Linked DNA regions of Sus scrofa: region 2 is linked to region 1. A link is a contact called in public promoter capture Hi-C data. All regions are on one chromosome and are shown on one strand. Each heading gives the region's core, a stretch centred on a gene start, on an enhancer-like site or on the middle of the called end of the contact. The rest is flanking DNA. Distances are from core to core; before and after follow the strand shown. Region 1 has its middle 17 kb from the start of FAM8A1. Region 2 holds the start of KIF13A (kinesin-like protein KIF13A).

The links. Promoter capture Hi-C pulls out the DNA fragments that hold promoters and counts their contacts.
Region 2: a promoter capture Hi-C map of liver shows a contact between it and region 1, with 7 times the contacts expected there. The contact joins the promoter of KIF13A here to the enhancer-like site in region 1. A contact is called at or near these places in 1 of 5 promoter capture datasets (liver), 5 of 47 Hi-C or Micro-C datasets (embryonic fibroblasts, fetal skeletal muscle, liver and 2 more) and 1 of 2 datasets of contacts at active chromatin or transcription factors (skeletal muscle).

Annotation. Positions count from the first base shown.
Region 1 is chr7:13,360,038-13,362,582 of Sscrofa11.1, forward strand. No RefSeq gene overlaps it. Among named protein-coding and RNA genes, the nearest start is that of FAM8A1, 17 kb to the right of the region's middle. Within about 2 kb of position 1,279, at least 3 of the 83 cell types and tissues checked have an H3K27ac peak or open chromatin away from gene starts, as enhancers often do. A contact at or near this core is called in liver, where this site is marked.
Region 2 is chr7:13,715,579-13,718,123 of Sscrofa11.1, forward strand. KIF13A (kinesin-like protein KIF13A) reads right to left here and starts at 1,266. Exons shown (of 40, transcript XM_021100220.1): 1 at 1,043-1,266; 2 at 674-764. The coding sequence starts at 1,097.

The sequences.
Region 1 (2,545 bases), core at 29-2,528:
GAAAGTGTATTCTTACGCTGTACAATATTTAAAAGCAGATGATAAATTTCTTAATGCTGCTTGGCGACCACTGGAGGGCAGAAAAGCATCATAAAACAATTCCCTCCAAGTTTGGCTAGAGAAGGAAAGGAGGCCTTGCATGTGAATTTCTAGAAGTTAGAAATAAAATTTTTTTCTACATTTAATCCTTCATGTGGTGCATTGAACATATTTTCAGATGAAATCTCTGGTGGTGGTGACACTTTTTTTTTTCCAAATTGTTTTCTGTCAGTATATCAGGTCAAACAAACCTTTATTCTAAAGTATACTTTAAAAACCAATTTGCCATCAGGAGGTGGGTTGGTCAAATACTACTACTAGAAATAATTGAAATGGAGTTCCTATCGGGGCTCAGCATCCATGAGAACGCGGGTTTGATCTCTGGCTTCGCTCAGTGGGTTAAAGATCCAGTGTTCTGATTGGACCCCTAGCCTGGGAACCTCCATATGTCTCGGTGCAGCCCCAAAAGACAAAAAAAAGACCAAAAAGAAAAAAAAAGAAAAAGAAAAGTTGAAATATGTTGATTAAACTCTCACTAAAAATTAGATAAGTCATTACCAAAACAGCAGTTTCATGGCTGCCGGGTTGTTAGGAATCCTTTCAGTTATCCTCACGCAACATGGATCCAATCATGGTTTAAATTATTAGCTTCTTCCCTGACAACTTCTCTTCCAAAAGAAGATGAGGCTGTAATTACTATCTCTACTTCCTCACCTTCCATGACCTCTTCAATCAGCCTTTTACCCTTCATCCCAAGAAGCTACTCAGGTAAAGCCATGGGTGACCTCTCAATAGGTGAATCCAATTCATGTTCTTTAGTTAGATGGCTCATAATCCAGCACTTGCCAACTTATACCTAAGAGGAATTTCACAGGCTATCACAGCTTCTGAAATTAAAGGAGGATGTAAGTAGCAAGAGCTAATCAACAATCTTTTTTAGGGATCTCCAGTGGCATTAAATTTATGCCGTCTCTGGATCACTAGATTCAAGTTCCCAAGACCCAGGTAAGCGCATCCAATTAGCTGAGCATGGGTCGCACACCCTTCCCATGGCTTAGAATGACAGAGCAGAATGTCCTGAAAGCCCTACCATAGCTTGAGAAAAGGGGCTTTTAAAGACTCCTCAGAGATCATTAGGGTGCAGGCAGAACTGACAACCAAACCACCAGTGCTTAGTACTCCTGAAATGACTGCAGCCAGACCTAAGATAATGAGGAGCTGAATGCCCCAGTGGCAAATAGCTCCCTGCCAACAAAAGAGCATTCATATCACTGGACTCTGACCTGGGCACTGGTTGGTAACCAAAGACGCGGAATGCTTCCAAGACTGTACAATATCCATATTTTATGACTCATCTCCAAGGGAGTTTGTTGAAAGTGAATACTTGCAAAAAGCCATAAACAGTGATGCAGACTTTCCTCCACCTCTTGGAAAATGCTGCAGGAGAGTACTTGTGAGCTGTTTGGTTCCCTGACAAGGAGAAAAACAGAATATGAACAAGTTTGGAATCCCACTCTGAATTACTATTTTGGAGTTGTAAGTAGCAGAAACAAAGGAAAAAGAAATGTCTTAGCTTGAGCAACTCTAAAATTCAAGATGGTAGTTTCAGACATAGCTGGATCCAAGAGAAAAACATATCACAAGTGCTTTCTCTGTTTCTCCATCTCTCAGTTGCACTTTTCTCTATGTCAGTTTCGCTTTCAGGCAAGGTCAATTCATGTAGTATCAAAAATGGTCACCAGCAGCTATAGGTTCATATCGTCCTTGCATGTAGCTAGCAGTTTCTTGAACCATGGGTATCTTCTTTCAGATGCCAAAATCCCAGAGATGACTATGCAGCCCACCTCAGATCACTTTCCTAACCCTGAGCCTGTGGCTCTTAGGGAATAGAATATTCTCACATGCCCGTAGTAGAGTCGGAGGGCTCCATTGGTCTCATCTGAATCATATAGATTAGCCAGAGATGCTGCAGAGCAAAAAAAATAAGTGCAAATCCTTGGAGAAACTTGTGAACAGTCTTCTTAGACTGATGCATATCTAACCACTTCCACTCACTGTTCAAGATTCAAGTCCTGGAGTTCCCATCGTGGCGCAGTGGTTAACGAATCCGACTAGGAACCATGAGGTTGCGGGTTCGATCCCTGCCCTTGCTCAGTGGGTTAATGATCCGGCGTTGCCGTGAGCTGTGGTGTAGGTTGCAGACGCGGCTCGGATCCCTAGTTGCTGTGGCTCCAGCGTAGGCTGGCAGCTACAGCTCCGATTGGACCCCTAGCCTGGGAACCTCCATATGCCGCAGGAGCGGCCCAAAGAAATAGCAAAAAGACCAAAAAAAAAAAAAAAAAAAAAAAAGATTCAAGTCCTATTGAGACAAAAATCTGATTAGCCCAGTTGCAAGGAGGAGAGGGTGGATTGGTGGAAATGTGTTTGTTGGACAGACCTACTCTTACAAGAATTGAAAGGATGCGGAAGGGATCCAAAAGTAATCCAAAGCAGAAGCCCAGTGCTG
Region 2 (2,545 bases), core at 16-2,515, 360 kb after region 1:
AACATGCCCCCCCATCGTCTATACAGCTCGGGGCACTACTTTTGTTTCCTTGAAAATCAAAATTCGCGCATTACCTTCAAGCATTATTTCAACCCAGCACCAAAAATAAAAAATAAAAAAAGATTTTAAATGGTCCAGGCCTGAGCCTACGTCGTACAATACTGTTTGCTTTATTGTGGGGGTGTTCCTTCCCACCTCTCATTTTACACACAAAGTTCCTTAACAGTTCTGCCAAATAAAGCAAACAGAGCAGGGGTGGAAAGAACCAAGGGCACTGGGTTCCACGAACCAGGCCTTGGGGTGGTCATCTGCCCAACTCAGGCCTCAGTTTTCGCATCTGTAAAATGTGGCCGTTGGACTCATTGTCTCAAGGGTCCCATCCTGCTCCCTCACTCTCTGGGTGCCTCGAACCCGACAGGAGGCACAGCCGACTGGTCCCGGCTCTGGCCTGGGGGCGCAGCCTGATGCCGCTCTAGGTGGGAGGGGACAACGAGGAGGGGGGCAGAGGGAGGAGAGAGGAACTTGGACTTGCCACAGCTTCAGCCAGGAGCGTGCGACAAACTTGAAGCCGACCTCCTAACAATAGGAAAGAGCACTCCCATTTTCCTGGCTCAAACTTGCAGGAGGCGGCGGGGCTGGACCCTCCCGCCCGCCCTCTCGGCACCCGCTTTACCTTTCTCCCTGTTTGGTGTTAGAAGGAGGAGGGTGCAGGACCGTTTGATTCCCTTCCATCTCCACCACGCACTTGGTGTTCAGTTCCAGTTCTGAAAGCCAAAGGCAAAACGGACGTTGCAAAGTCGAGCATCCGCGCCCGCAGCCCGCTTTCGTGCGCCGTGCGGGCTCCCCCGGGAGGCGGCCGAGCCGGGAGCCGGGAGCCGGGAGCCGGCGCGCCGGGTCCCGCGACCGGTGCGGGCGCCGCCTCCGGCCGGGCGCACCGACCCCGGCTCCGCTTCGGCCGCCCCAGCCCCGCGGCCCCGCAGTTTCCAAAGTTGCCCCCGCCCTCGGCCCGACCACACACGAAAACGAGCGGAAAGCTCCTCACCTCGTCGGTTCAGGGGCCGGACCCGGACGGCAACTTTTACCTTCGTATCCGACATGTTGGCGGCGCCCGCTCGGCCCGAGGCGGCCCCTCACGCGCGGCGCCGCCGCCGCCGCAGCCGCGCGCCCCCCGAGCGCGGCCGCCGCCGCTCCGCCGTGTGCTCCGAGAGGCAGCGCCGAGGCGCGCGGGCCATCCCGGGGGAGCGCGACGCGGGGCACGGCCGCGGCCCGGGGAGGGGCGGGCAGGCGGGCGGGCGCGCGGGGCGGGGCGCGGCGGCGGCGGCGGCGGGCGGGGAGGAGGCCGCGCCGCCCGGGCCCAGGCGCCGCTCTAGCCGCGCCGGCCCAGCCGAGCGCCAAGCGCCGCGGCCCCTCGCGGCCACCCCGGTCCCGGCCGCGCCGCCATCTTCCGCGCCTCGCGGCGTGCGCGCCCCCCGGCTCGGGGAAGCCGGGCCCGGCGGCGCCCACTGGAGCGCAGCGGATACCCGGGAGGGGACGGCGAGCGGCTGGGGGCTCGGGGCTGCTGCCACCCGGGGCGGGGCGCCCGGTTTCCCCGGGCCCGGCCTGCACCCGAGCCAGCGGGGACCCCACGGGCACCGCCTAGAACTCGAGTCACCTTCTGGGGCCGCTGTCACCCGCAGACCCAGCGCCCTTGGGCGTGCCGGGTGGGCAGGCCTTACCCACGGAAGGGAATGCGCCTCAACCGAAATGCCAGCACGCCGCCCGCTCCTCCCGCCCCGCACCGCCTGGCGCGCGCAGCGGTGTTTTCAGATCCTTATGGTGAACCAAGGCTAGAAATCAATCTGTGCCCCTACCACCGAGAGAGAGAGTGTTTGCAAATACTGCTCTCTCTTCCTTTCCCTGCCCTTGCACTTCTCTTGCCGGAGAGATGTCAAGTGGGCCAGGAGGGTCATTAACTCTTACATAACAATTTAATAGCCATGGATTTTGTCGTCCTGCCAGAGGCCGACCTCTCTGCCAGGGCTGAACTGGGCGAATCTGATGTATTCTGTGCGGCTCAACAAGTGCTTATTGGGCGCTTACTGTGTGCCAGGCATTTTGAAGTGTACAAAAGTCTAAAACCTTAGATTTAGGTCTAGGGAAATCGTTCCAGTTTGCTTGATTGTGGGAATTCAACCATCCTTAAGGTCAATGGAAATTGTACTGGGAACAACTGTGTGCAAAGTGCTGCGGAGGACACACAAAAGCGTGAATAAAGTTATGCGTCTTGTGCTGCAGACGCGCACTCTGTGGCGGGAAAAATAGCACGGAATCAGATATGACGCTGGACTGTGTAGCAGATGCGATGACAGTTTCAATTCTGTCTCCAACTGGTGCCAAGTATGAGCTTGACTCTCTCCCCACTCTTACTCTTCTTTTTTCATCACCACCCCTCCCTTCATTCTCTGTCACATCATGAAATCCTTGAATGCCTAAGACTGCAACTGAGAGTTCCGGCTGGGTGCAGTGGGTTAAGGGTCCGGCCTTGTTTCTGTGTCCGCTGGGGTTC